5 separate regions of the Mus musculus genome follow, and regions 1, 2, 4 and 5 are each linked to region 3. A link is a contact called in public Hi-C and promoter capture Hi-C data. All regions are on one chromosome and are shown on one strand. Each heading gives the region's core, a stretch centred on a gene start, on an enhancer-like site or on the middle of the called end of the contact. The rest is flanking DNA. Distances are from core to core; before and after follow the strand shown.

Evidence for each region. Promoter capture Hi-C pulls out the DNA fragments that hold promoters and counts their contacts. A called contact is a pair of places that touch in the nucleus more often than the background predicts.
Region 1: a contact with region 3 is called in a Hi-C map of B cells, with 7 read pairs. The contact joins the promoter of Rab3gap2 here to the promoter of Cenpf in region 3. A contact is called at or near these places in 1 of 39 promoter capture datasets (pre-B cells) and 1 of 484 Hi-C or Micro-C datasets (B cells).
Region 2: a promoter capture Hi-C map of pre-B cells shows a contact between it and region 3. The contact joins the promoter of Iars2 here to the promoter of Cenpf in region 3. A contact is called at or near these places in 2 of 39 promoter capture datasets (cranial neural crest and pre-B cells).
Region 4: a Hi-C map of B cells shows a contact between it and region 3, with 7 read pairs. The contact joins the promoter of Eprs here to the promoter of Cenpf in region 3. A contact is called at or near these places in 1 of 39 promoter capture datasets (pre-B cells) and 2 of 484 Hi-C or Micro-C datasets (B cells and embryonic stem cells).
Region 5: a Hi-C map of CD4 T cells shows a contact between it and region 3, with 4 times the contacts expected there. The contact joins the promoter of Mtarc2 here to the promoter of Cenpf in region 3. A contact is called at or near these places in 2 of 484 Hi-C or Micro-C datasets (B cells and CD4 T cells).

What each region holds. Positions count from the first base shown.
Region 1 is chr1:185,202,777-185,205,476 of GRCm38.p6, forward strand. Rab3gap2 (RAB3 GTPase activating protein subunit 2) reads left to right here and starts at 1,392. Exons shown (of 35, transcript NM_001163754.1): 1 at 1,392-1,577. The coding sequence starts at 1,466.
Region 2 is chr1:185,328,054-185,330,753 of GRCm38.p6, forward strand. It overlaps Iars2 (isoleucine-tRNA synthetase 2, mitochondrial), which reads right to left and starts at 1,348. Exons shown (of 23, transcript NM_198653.3): 1 at 968-1,348. The coding sequence starts at 1,234. It also overlaps a transcript of Bpnt1 not described here.
Region 3 is chr1:189,686,807-189,689,506 of GRCm38.p6, forward strand. It overlaps Cenpf (centromere protein F), which reads right to left and starts at 1,280. Exons shown (of 18, transcript NM_001081363.2): 1 at 1,170-1,280.
Region 4 is chr1:185,361,736-185,364,435 of GRCm38.p6, forward strand. It overlaps Eprs (glutamyl-prolyl-tRNA synthetase), which reads left to right and starts at 1,309. Exons shown (of 32, transcript NM_029735.2): 1 at 1,309-1,508. The coding sequence starts at 1,463.
Region 5 is chr1:184,844,471-184,847,170 of GRCm38.p6, forward strand. It overlaps Mtarc2 (mitochondrial amidoxime reducing component 2), which reads right to left and starts at 1,438. Exons shown (of 8, transcript NM_133684.4): 1 at 1,076-1,438. The coding sequence starts at 1,347. It overlaps Gm34451 (a long non-coding RNA gene), which reads left to right and starts at 1,377. Exons shown (of 2, transcript XR_865818.3): 1 at 1,377-1,767.

The sequences.
Region 1 (2,700 bases), core at 142-2,641, 4.5 Mb before region 3:
ATCAGAGACAGAGCAATTTTTTTTTTCATTTACAAAATTAGGATAACACATTCTTTTGAAGTCAGCCATGGTACAGTACACACATATAATCCCAGTGCTTGGACATTGAGGGGAATTGAAGGTTTGAGGCTAACCTGGACTACATGGCTAGACCTTATCTCAAACAATCAAAGAAACAAGACTCCTTGAAGATATTTATGACAGTCTAACTGGGCAAGATATGGAAATGTACTTTCAAATCCAAGTAAAAGACTCAGGTTGGTCTTTAATTTATGTGTATATACTTCAGTAAGTATTTATCAAGGACTCAACTGGGTGCCAGATCCCATGCTAGAGACCAGGTATTTAAGGGGTTAAACGGATCCCCAGTCCTCCAGGAGTCTATAAGGATGGTGCTTTCCTTATCCAAAACCCAAAGGAAAAGTACAGGGTCAGTCTCCCCAGCTCTGTTCTGCCGTGCTGTTTTGTTGTTCTTTCCCGCCTAGCATTCTCTCAGTTTTAGTTAGCTGAGTAAGTAATTGCTTCACTTGGCCTGTGTTAGTCACTAGCTTTTTAGTTCCGTAGGAATGTGTCCCTTTCTGTTCCGAAGCTCTGTGCCTAGAGTGTGGCTGGCACGGAAAACACTAACAAATACTTGTTGGGCGGTTAGATGAACAAACGGATGAAAAGGCAAACGGACGATTACAGAGCACCATTCAATACTGCGCTGGTCCTGTTACTACATCGGGCTTTCACAGAACCGTGGCAACTTATAGATAGGAGTATTTATTTAATACGAGCCCTTAAGGAGCTGCTTTCCATCGCTTTGTTACTTGAGACACTGTTTTTGCATTGTAGCCCAGGATAGTGGCTTCAACAGCCAGAAATTCACCTGCCTCAGACTGAGGTAGGAAGGATTACAGGCATAGGCGCCGCAGACTCTTTTGGGAGTTGGGGTATAGGTGCTGAGGATAGCCTTCCACATTAAAAAAAAAAAAAACAAAAGCACAAACAAAATTACGAAGTTCTCAGGCACCTGCCCACACTCAGCTTAAACCGCCTGATCTGCGAACGATCTAGGTCGTGTCCGTAGAAGCACACCAACAAGATTGTTTGGGTGACTCAATGGCCCCCGCAAAGTTCAATTAGATCACCTTTGGAGGAAGGCCAGAATGACGGGACAAGCTCGCCCAAGAAAGAATGCGGCCAGGCTCCACGTCTAACTCTCCGCCACAAGACCGCGAGTCACGTGTCCGAAGCTGCACCCTCCCTCGGCTCCCGCTCGGCCCGCGCACGCGCAGCTTCGGGGCGTCCCGCGCATGCGTAGCACCCTCCCCTCGCGAGGAGTGCTGACAGCTTCCGGTCTGGCGTCCCCGCCCCCCCAGGGTAGCTGAAGCTTTCGGGGCTCCGTGCTGTCAGCCTTCGGGTGGAGTGGCCCGGGCGTGGCTAGGGACCACGAGCCCCGCGAGGCGGGGTCCCTGCAGCCATGGCCTGCTCCATCGTCCAGTTCTGCTCCTTCCAGGACCTGCAGTCCGCGCGCGACTTCCTATTCCCTCACCTGCGGGAGGAGACCCCCGGCGCCCTGAAGAGGGACCCGAGTAAGTGTCCCGGCGACCGGGACGCGGCTGCAAGCCTCCCTTCCCTCGGCGTCCCGTCTCTCTCAGCCTCAGCCTTTTGCGTCTCCTGTCCTGTCGCCTGTCTGTCACCGCTCCCCACCCCCTCCTTCCCAGTCCCAGCTCCACGTCTTCTCCCTATGCACACCACCTGCTCAGAGATAGCATCCTCCGTCCCAGTCCCTGCCTAATGTCAGCCCTCCACCCTGTGCTTGTTCCAACTCCCATCCTTCTCCATTTCTGGCACTGTATGTAGCCTTTGCTCTGCCCCTTCAAGAGGTGCTTAGCATCCCCACCCTCTTCCATCTCTTTTCTGTCATTCAGATTTACGGAATAAATGGCCGATTGGCAAGTGAAGGGTTTTTAAGGTGGTGAGTAAACTGCCAAGTAAGAAAAGTAACCTCTTAGGAAGTGAGGAGAATCCAGGGTAGGAACTAAAATTACAGCCACATGGTCGAGAAAAGTTAATTGGCGTCTATTGAGGTGAGAAACAGCGCCTGTTATTACCATCAAACAACGTTAACAAGCCCTACTTCATGAATATAAATCCCAAAGCTGCTTACTAAATGCTGCGTATTACCTGAGGATTTTATTATATGCTCCTTTATTTCTCCTTTTGAAAGAGGGTATCTTACTCTGCTTTCTTTATTTTTAATATGAAAATCACTTTGCTCTGTAGACCCAGTAATAATTTTTAAAAAACCACTCTCCTTTTCACTATTTAGAAGCTATCCCAGGGCACTAGGGAGATTCTGCTTCCTAGTAGGGTCTGTCTGAAAAGTAATGTTTGAAAATATCAAATATGGGAGGAACTAGGGATGAATAGTTTGTACCAGTCATTGCTGCTCCCTACCACTTAAGTTTGGTAGTTTCCGTCTGGTAGCACTATGATTCACTGGTAATGTCACGTGTGAGTGAGGGTGCTCTAACATGATAGATGGCTTGACAGGCGCGTGTGTTGAGAGAGAAAGAAGGCCATATCTGAAATGCTTGTGGAGACGTCCAACACTTGGTATGGCAGCTGGAGTCAAGGTGATAATTAGTTAAGGGTGAAGTGTGGTTTCAGTCTATAGAATGCTAACTGTTGTGTCGTGGACTCGCTACTGAC
Region 2 (2,700 bases), core at 98-2,597, 4.4 Mb before region 3:
TCTGGAAGAGCAATCAGTGCTCTTAACCACTGAGCCATCTCTCCAGCCCTTCAGTAGTCTTCAAAAATCCCAACAATTCTTCAGACTAAAGTGTAAACGTTTATGTGGCATGGTGGCTCTAAATTCTTAGCAAGTCTCTCAGTATTCACTACCTCAATACAGACCTGCTGAAAAACCTGTCTATTCCCAGTCCACTCTGCCACCCAAAACACACTGGTAATTTATTCTTTCAATTCTTTGGCCTCAATAATTCCCTAAATCCAAAGAATATTCAGGCTAACGCTATTCACTTAAGCAGTATTCCTGATTATCAGAAATATCTTAAATACTCTAGTGTGCAGACACTAACGAATGAATCTCAGACGTTAGCAAATTCAGTATGACATAGGAGACAGATACCGACGACACAGGGGACCCAGAAAAGGGCCGCTACTTTGTCCTTCAAAGAAATCATGATTCCTGTGAAAAACCTAAACATGTGACTAAGGTGGGGTTCAACCTCCCTTCTTTGGTAATACTTTTATAATGTTTTAAGTTTAGTTTTAAGTTTCTCTTTGATTATTCGTGTGTGGTGCACGCGAGCGCGGGTGCCTGCAGACAGAGGTCAGGCATCGGATCTTCTGGAGTTGGAGTTACAGGTGGTTGTGAACTGCCAGACTTGTGTGCTGGAAACGGAACGCGGATCCTCCGCAAGGGTGGCAAGCGCTCTTAGGCGCCGAGCTACCTCTCCAGCCCACTCCTGAAGTTTCATTTACACATGCTCACGCTGGCTACTTTCTGACAAGTGACAAAGGGAAAAGTGTGCAAAGCCGACTCGCTGGGAGCGGAAATCGGAAGGTGCTCGGTGCGGCTCCGGGCTTCACTTTGGAACCCGGCCCGCTGGGCGCTCGCCGGGGAAGCCGCGCGGCCTGCAGGGTTCCCGCAGAGCTGGCCCGCCCCGCCCTGCTCGGGTGGCCGCGTCCGGTACCTGCTGGATCTCCAGCTCCATGTCGGACTGCTGGCGGCCCAGCAGCTTCATCGGGAAGCTGGTCTGCGGCAGCAGCACCGTGTCACGGTATCTGCCGCCTTTCGAGCTGCTCTGGGGGCTGTCCGCCCCGGCCACGGATCGTACCACGAGCCTCCTCGTCATCCCCAGACACCCTAGGCGGCTGGGCAAACGGGCTGGCCCCCAGAAGCTCCCAGCCGCGGCGACCGCCGCCGCCCCGGGCCCGCGAGGGCACAGCCCCCAGTGCATGGTGGACGAGCCGGGCGGAGCCCTCCGCACACGGCCCACGGCAGCCGCCCGGTACCTAAAGGTAGAGACCCTTGAAGAGCTCGGCGGCGAGGAACTGCGCACGCGCTCCGGGGCGGAAGGGGCGGGGCAAGAGCAAGGGCGGGGTTTTCCGGCTTGGAAGTCTGTATCTCTACAGGTCTTTCATGAGGTCTAGTAGGGGTAGAGAGAGGTGTTTACTATCACTCGGCTTTCCCCAATCAGATACATTTAATTAACTTGTCCAGGGTCATAAACAAAAGTAGCAAAGCTAAAGCCGTGCAGTGGTGGTGCAGGGGATTAGTCCCAGCACATGGTGGCAGAGCCAGTCGGGTCTCCAAGTTCGAGGCTAGCCTGGTCTACAGAATGAGCTCCGCAGGACAGCCAGGGCTACACGGGTTTACAACTGTAATTTTGCCATTTTTGTGCCACACTTTAACAAAAATGTATAGAAAGTGACTACAAACAAGATAAAGGAAGGGGGGAAAGGTAAGCACAGGCAATTCATAAAAAAAATATAGCCAATGAATGCAAAACTATGCTCACCTTTGGGAGTCAGGATGACACAGAGCCATCTAATAGATTAGAACAAGCATGAAGTTTGGTAGCAAGTATCGAGAGAGTGGAAACGTGGACTGCCAGAGGTAGTATACAGCCTGTTTTGCCTTCTCATTTCCGTGTGTGTGTGTGTGCATATTTGCATGTGTGGGCATGCATCTATGTGTGCATGTGGAAGTCCTAGGTTGATGGTGGGAATCATCTTCCATGCCTCTTTCACCTCATTCAAGGAGTTAGGGTCTCTCAGAAACAAAGAGCTGGCCCATATGGTTAGTCTTTCTAAGCAGCTGGCTCGGGGGATGCGGGCCTTCCCCCGCACCTGGAATTATACACGGTGTTTAAGCGTTTTTGTGAATTCTCCTGTTTGTACCACCATCTCCCCTGCTCTGTAGTAAATGACAGCATTTACAATACCGTTCTCTGAACTGTAGTTTCCCATTTGAGAACCTGACTGACAGCTGTCATCTCACAGCAGCATGAAGAAAACATTACCACCAAACTCTCCAGAACAACTAGCTGTATTCAATCAACTAGGCTGTTTTCTGGGAAACCCTATGAGAAGATATGTAGCTGGTCTGAGCTACTTTGTGGATTCTTTTCCCATGCTTTATTCTCCCAGTTTCATCCTCTACCTCTAGATAGGAGAAGAACAATGATAGAGGAGAGAAAAAGAGATACAGACCCCAATCTTATTTTCTCTGTGAGCACAACTATGCCACCCTGTCTCCACTCTTTAGCATTTATATACCATCTGAAAAGTTGATTTCAAATATCATACAATCACAGAAATTATCCACAGGTAGCAAAACCACGCCTCTGCTAGGGCAAGAGGCAAATCAGAGTCAGCAGCCGCTGTCATAGTTGGATGGTCTGAAGCAGCCCCATATCCCCGC
Region 3 (2,700 bases), core at 30-2,529:
GCAGGTTTATTTTCTAATTCAAAACCTACAAACAGCTATATTCATGTTTGTAGTCACACACTTTGTTGAGAGCAAGAAGATATTTACAAATGTAGTTAAGATAACTAAAGTTATATTTTATTATGCTGAGGATTAGTATACAGTATTTACACTTTAAATTTCTAATTACAGTCTTAACCCTATCTTCCCAGGGCTGCTCACCTGGGTGACATATTTTAGCTTGTCAGGTTCAGTTTTTTTTTTCCTTTTTATTATTATTATTTATTCATTCTACATCCTAATGGTAGCCTCCCCTTCTGCCTGTGATCCCAGTCCCATCCTCACAAACACCTTCCCTTCTCAGAGAGGGGAGGAGACCCCCTTGGATACCACCTGATCCTGGGACATCAAATTGAAGCAAGACTACACACAACCTTTCCCATTAAGGCCTTACAAGCCAACAGAAGTTTTTGATTTGAGGCTCCTGAGGGCAGATTATGGTGGTGTCTTCTCATATGTGCAGCGCAGAGCATTGTCTTAGTCTCCAATTATATACTGTTCACTGGGGATCATGGGGTTTTAGGATTGTTATTTGGAGTGAGTGATGTCAGAGTTTTGGTTATTAGTCTTGGGTGTTTAAAAGGCATTTTTTTTTACTATGTTCATTACACACTTATATACATTTTCTACCTCTCCTACACTTATATATAAATACATCACACCGATCGCCTAATTGCCATTAGGTGTTGACTGGGTACGGAACAACCTGTCAGCCACCTAAATCGGGTCACTAGAGCAAAAGTTGTAAAATCCGTAAATGTAAAAAATTAAGATTAAAGAGGCAGGGTCTGAGAAGAAGACTTTGAAAGATGAAGCAAAATCTCTGTGGTGACGGTGTAAAAGAACTTCCACCGAAAGTATGTCTTTAAAATGCGGAGGGCTCCGTTCATGGGCCCACCGCCCGCCTCAGGCCCTAAAGAGGGTCTGGCAGGTTTCTGCTGTTGTCCTCCGTCAGGATCCCCTGCCTCTCTGCCAGTGCTAGCTAGTTCTGGCTGCTGAGCACACAGCACAGCCTGGCACCCTGGCGACCCTAAGCCGCCAAGTGAGAAAGAAGCTTCTAGAAACCATGCGGGCCTCCGATGGGGGGCCGCGGGCGGAGGACGGGGGCCCCGAGGGGGGACGCTGCTCACCTGAGCTCCTCACAGAACCTGGCTCCGGGCTCTGCGAGCCCCGAGTTCCTCACCGCCGAGCTCCTCACACAGCGCACCGTTCCTCCCCGACCAGCACGAGCGATTCAAACTGCCCGCCGCCGCCGCCCCTCTTCCCTCCCGCTCACTTCCGGTCCCGCCCAGCTAGCCTCCACGCCCATTGGCCATGGCGAGAGGCTTTCGACCAGTCCTCACCCGGCTTCTCGGTGAGCCGCCTCTGATTGGCCCTTTTGGACGACTGTTTAAAAACAAGCAGAGCCGGCGGCGGAGCCTGCGCAGACGTCGGATGCACTGGCGTTGCCTAGAGACGGGCTCCGCACGCTGGGAGGAGCGGACTGCGGGTCTGAATGAGGGTTAAACCCTGAGCGGCTGGGCGGGCTTGAGGAGCAGGGTAAGGTGAGGTCTGTGCTGCGGGGAGGCCGCTCGCTCTAACCGTAGGACAAGCGTAAGGTGTTAGCTCTGAGGGGATTATTATTATAAAAGTTAGCTGCGAAGTTGATTATTACTTTAAAAGTTGGCGCGCACCTGCCATAGCAGCCCTGCGGAGGGCGTTTGGAGGACAGCCTGGCTATAGACAAGAGTCCTTGTCTCGAAAAGAAAAGAAGAGGGGAGGGGAGGCGGGGGGTGGGGGGGCGGATAACAGAGGCACAGTATAACAAATAATCTGAACTTGAATCTAGACATGCATGCAAAACTCAACTGCTGACCTCTCTGTCATCTCCATATTTTCAAAATCTGGATATGCGATTCGCATGGGTTGTGGTGGCTCACGCCGACAGGATTTACTGAATATGAGATCCGAGGGGAACACTTCATCAGATTCAAATATTCACAAGGCTCTTCTAAACTGAGTATACTGCTTCCACTTTCCTAATAGCACCTAAATGCCTAAATATTTTTCTTTAAAAGTAAATATCCATAGGAGGTATGGGATGTGATGCAAACGGAGGGTGGATAGGGGCGGGGGTATGGAATATGGAGTGTGGAAAATAAATTTAAAATAAAATAATTTTAAAAAAAGAAGTAAATATCCTTGGAATTGTAGAGGTGGCTCAGCAGTTGCTGCTCTTGCAGAAGACCTGGGTACAGTTCCTAACATCCACATAGTAGGTCACAACTATCTATAAATCCAGCTCAGGGAATCTGATTCCCTTTTCTGGGCCCACAGGCAACAGGTATGTAACGACATACGTGCTGGCAAAACATGCATGCACATAAAATTAAAACATAAAAATGCTCTCAGTTCCTCTTTCCTCTCCAGTGATCCCTCTCATTGTCTCTCTGCTCACATCCCATTTCTTTTTAGGGTCACTTAGTGCCCAGGGCTTATCCCAGCACCCAGTTTCCCCAGGAAGGCAGCTAAGAGTTACAGAGTCAGATGGAGACCAAAGCTGCTTTATCTTTGGCAGTTCTCTTTGCTATTCTGTAGCCAAAGACTACTTACTTTTAGCAATTTCTCTGACTTTAATTCTTTGCTATTGTATGTCCAAAAGCTGCTTGCTTTCAGGAGTTT
Region 4 (2,700 bases), core at 59-2,558, 4.3 Mb before region 3:
GTTCAAGTTCAAGGTGCAGGCGAGATTTCAGAAGCAGTACATATTTACCCTTACCTTCCAATAGCCTCAGGAATGTGCCAATGTTTTCATGTAACTATAGGGTAGCTATTTCTTTGGGTCCCTGCCTCTGAACCAGCATTTATACACAGCCATTTTGCAGCCGGCAAGGTACTTCTATTACAAAGGAATGAAAGAAGGCACCAGCCAGTGCACTTAATGCCATTTTGTTTCTTCTCTGACTCAATCCCCTACCCCCAGTCATACTCTTCTCTAATTACCTTGGATTCCAGAAATGACAAGACAAGTCTATCATGAAGACCTCCTCAGAGGCAGCCACTATGATTCAAAGTTGGAGTTTACTATGTGATTTTTTTTTTTTTTAAAGCATGGGAGTTGACAGGTGCTCCAAAGAGGACGCATACCACAGTCACACTTCATGGTCTTAGCAAGAACACTGAAGTTATTATTTTTAAAGGTTATTAAGGAATTTGGTCATGGGCTGTTCCTGAATTGTTCTTTTGTTTCCACTGTGAACACAAGTTAACTGTTGTGAGGTTCGCAGACCATCCTTAAGCTCACATACGCGTAGGCCTCCAGCCTGAATTATTATTATTGGTTTTTTGAGACAGGGTTTCTCTGTATAGCCTGAATTATTATTAACCCTCTCATTTGAAGATGCTTCTCTCTAAAACAGACAAACAAAACCCCCAAACATTGTCAATATTGGCAGGCTTCACTACAGATAGTAACATCTGGAAATCTTGATTCTCAGGGCCAGGAGGCCCAGCAAGCAGGTCCTTTTTCTCTTTGTCCCCATAGTTTTCTGTATTTCTAGCTTGCCTCCTAGATGCTGGGACGTGCACCACACCAAACAATCCTGAAAATATTTCCTTTTAGAGAAGACTGAAGGGAAGCTCCCTTATACCCAGTGTAGCTCGTCGACTTTGTGCATGGATGTGCCACTGCCCCAGAATGGACTAGTCTATCGTCCGCCTGCTTCCCTCACTTTCCGATGGGTCTTAACGGCTGTTCCTTTTCCACAACGGAGTGGCACCTCACGGGTGCCCAGTCCTGCTGCCAAGAGGCAACTGGAGCGTGCGGTTAAGGTGGAGGCGACGCACGGCGATTACGTTCAATAGCGTTCGCCAGACGTCAGTATCCGCGGGCCGGGGACGGGAGAGAGGCTGAAATGTCGTGGGCGCGCAGCGATGACGCACAGAGTAGCCTGCCTTGACCTCTCTGCAGTCGTGGCGCGTGGAGTGGGGCGGAGCGAAGGCTGCCTTGGCGGGCGCATATTTATGACGTGTCGTAGCGTGCGCACCGACTCCGGCGGTGGCGGCCCGTGGGGAGGAGTCAGGGCTGCGGTGCCTTCGGTCGCGCGCACACGTTGCATCTCCTTGCTTCCACCTGAACCCTCGCCGCCAGGAAGGCAGCCCGACGAGTAGACCGCAGCTCCTGGGAGATGGCGGCGCTGTGCCTCACGGTGAACGCCGGAAACCCTCCGCTGGGTAAGGGCGCCGCCGACCCGCGCGGGTTGCATCAGCGCGTGGGTGCGGGGCTGGTGCCGCGGCGGTCACGCCGAACGAGCCTCCCGCCCCGGGACGGACGGGCCTGTTCTGCTCTGCGGGGAACCCAGCCCCGCGTGGCCCCGGCCTCTGTCCGCTCGGGGCGCCGTCTCCCGAGGCCCGCTGTCCCGGGAGTGGGGGGACAGGACCAGAGCCCCGCGGGGAGACACGAGACTATGGCTGCGACTCTGCCAGGGTCCCAAGTGGCTTTTGAAGTGGAATTAAAACCCCAACTGTCTGTCCGGCCCGTCCTTTTAATGCGATCTAGGAACCTCCCGCCCCTTCCCCACCTCTCAGGAGATCTGAATTCACTTGCCCCACTTTCCCTTCGGTTGTCGAGTTAAAGGGAGCAAGGTAGACTTTTCTGTCAGCACTTGGAATTTTTACTGAGGCTGCGTTGGCTTGTGGTCGAAGGCTGTAATTACGGAAAGCCGTAGGAACGCTGCGGACTAATGCTACTGGCTGTTTTACTACACACCCCGTGGACGTAGTCCAGGCTCGAGTAAACGTCATCCTACGTTCCATTCGAAATTGATTTTTCAAAGTGGCTAACGCTATTGCTAGCTAGTTTAAAATTTCTGTCTTTTCATTACTTTGGGAAACAACCCAAAAATTTTATCATGTAGACTTGGAAGTACTTTTTCTAATACTCAAAAAGTCAGCCCCTTGAATACAATTGGCCATGTGGGGCTGATGAAATTTCTTGCAACCTCAACTTTGACAGCAGTCTGCGCCTATTGGAGTGAAAAGACATTTATTTATGTATTAATGCGCTGGGAAACAGCTCAGGGAGCTTTGCATTGTAGGCAAGCACTTGACTGTTGAGCCACACTCACCAGCCCTAAAAATAGACTGTAGCAATCGCTTGAAATGTTCTAAAATGATAACATTTTAGCATGTTAGTTCCAGTCTCTGTATGCTAACCTCACAACAAATCCATGAGCCCTGAAAGAAGTAGATGTGATTCTTGGTTTGAAACGGCACTAGGTAGATGATGCTGACCTCGTGGCTAATCCTGGAGGCCTGAGTTCTGCCCGCTGCGGAGTGCAGTTGAGATTCCTTGATTTGTTCTGTAAGGAAGAAGGAAACCTTTCCAGCGCTGGTTGCCAGAATTTAGTGAGACTACAGGAAGAGT
Region 5 (2,700 bases), core at 188-2,687, 4.8 Mb before region 3:
CTTGAACTTCTGATCCTCCTGTGTGGAAATGACTGGCATGTGCCACCATGCCTCCCTTGGATGCTGGAGGATAAAATTCAGGGCTTCACGAACCCTTGGCAAACACTCTCTCCTACCAACGGAGCTATATCCCCAGGCCCTCAGTAAATGATAATTTAAACCCAAACCTCCCAGCATTGCAAACATAGGCCGCCAATGAGGAATGGAAAATCCATGAGCGGAATTCCTGATCTATAAATTTATTCTGTAGCAGAACTAAACTCTTTTTTTTTATTCTAACCTCCTTTATTATTATTTCATACCCGTTTGTGACTAGCTCTCTATCGCCATCTACCACAACCCCTCCCTCGCCCCACCCCCGGCAAACCGTGTAATTCTGCTCCTTACTCGTTCAAGTGGTCACCAGAACTAGAGGGAAGGCCCGATGTTCTTGAAAACGCTCAGCCAATGGCATTTTATATTTCTAGTGTCCTACAGTTAGGAGAGCTGTACGGACAGCTGACAGGGGAGTCTCCCCCCCCCCCCCCACCCCCCAGGGTTCCAGGAATGCTCCAACTCAGTTTTCCAAAACTACTTTAGCCAGAAGCACGGGCTTCGCAGCTAAAGGATCAAAGCTCGACAGCCCAGAGAATTCAGGCAACAAGCCTCAGTTCTGTGAAGCCGAAAGGGGTGGGGGCCGAAATCCAGGCGCTCTGTTTCGCTTTAGAGTAAATTTGCATGTGGTAAAACTAAAATTCTCCTCCCGGAAGGTCTCCCCACAGACATATTTGGGCTTGCAAACTTAGATTTCAACTTGAACACGCTCGTCAATGTGCACCGTGCTGTAACTGCTGTCATCTCTTTCCCATATGTGTGTTTCCCAGAAGCAACAAACCCTTACTTTCTAGGTTTGGGGAGAACACAGCTTGCAGTACGGAACTCCTCTCTCGACTTGCTCCAGGCTCAGGCTCACAAAGTTTGCACTCACCGAGGGGCGCCTGGTTCCAGGTCTCACACTTCCGAGCAAGGATAGGCAAGGCCCCACCTCCCTCGCCCCGGCCCATTCGCGCCCGGTGCAGTGCGGGGCTCGGCGTACCTGTCGCGCACTTTGCCACAGCGCAGCCCCATGTCCGTGCACTCGGTCTCACACACCGACACCCCCTTGCAGGACTTGATCGGGTAGATCCAAACCTTCGACACCGTGCCCACCTGCTGCAGCTGCCGGCGCCGCCGGGGACGCGTGCGACGCCAAGCTACGGTCCCCAGCGCCACCGCAGCCAGCCCCAGCGCGGCGACGCCGAGCCAGGTGGACCGCGGCTGCCCAGGGAGGCCGAGGCGAGCCAGAGCCGTAGAGCTGGAGGAACCCATGTTACACTATCCCGGGCAGGCCTGGGCTACTGGGCCGCGGTGTCGAGGCGGGGCTTAAGGCTCCGGGAGTGTGGGAGGAGCCAGGGTTGGCGCAGCCGCACTGCCTGTCAAACTTATGCTGCTCACGTCCAGATCAGTGTCGGCGGAGCCTGGCCCACGCCCATCGCGGGTGACAGCGTGGGGTGGTCACTTTCATTTTACTTTGTCTCTGTCCGCCTTTAAAGTGATCCCTCCCCCCATGACTCTTCAACCTGCTACACTCATTAACCCTTTTGCTTCTAAAAGGAGCACACTCAATTGTGCAAGAAGCTGCTGCACTGAAATGAAGCAGAATGGAGGAATGTTTCCTGGGGACAACTTTGGGATAGGTCTCCCGAAGATCGCGCAACTCTCTGGAACGCTCGGCTTCCATCTCTGCAGGTAGAGACAAAACTACTGGCGCGGCTTCTGGCAGCGTGACCTGAGGTTACAGGTACACCAGCCAATTAAGACAGCGCAAGGAAGGGAAAGGCTGCCAGAGCTTACCACTTGCTGAGGTCCGAATAGAGGACTCTGGTCGACTTTTCTCAGACAACGATCTAAACGGAATCCAAATGTCAGGCTTTGGCTAAGAGATAGCCCCAAGTTCAAGATCACGGTGGGCTATTGATGGCCAGGACCTGTCTCAGAAGCATCAATGATTAACTCATCAGTTGAAAGCCGCTCAACCCATAAAGGTCCTGGCTGCCAACACTGACATCTCGAATTCAGTCCCTGGGAGCCATGTGATAGAAGGGAGGGAACCATTTCTTGAACAAACAGAGAGAGTGGGAGGGAGAAGGAGAGGGGGACTGGGAAGGGGAGGGGAAGACTGAGACAAGAGACACGAGAGAGGAGAGGGTGGGAGGTGTACATGGAGAGACAGAAAGAGGAGACAGGGGGAGAATAAACGCTAAATAAATAAATGGCGAAATGACTCAGTGGTTAAGAGCACCCAGATGGACTCCCAGTACTTACATAGCAGATCGTATCTGTCTGCAATTCCAGTGCCAAGAGACCCCCACTCTCTCTGCCCCCTGCAGACCCCCACTCTCTCTGCCCCCTGCAGACCCCCACTCTCTCTGCCCCCCGCAGATAGCTGGAACACAGGTGGTACTCAGGCATACATGCGGGCAAAAACATCCACATACTTAAAATAAAAATAAAAATTTTAAAATAGCCAAGGGCTTAGAATGTTGAATTCTGCTGCGTGGACAGTCACCAGAGACGACAGACTTCTGCATGGGAGGAAAGACAGGACAGAGCCCCAACCTCTGTAACTGGCAGAGCAAGTGTGTTTGCTTCTGATAGGTGACACAGACTGAGAGAGCCTAC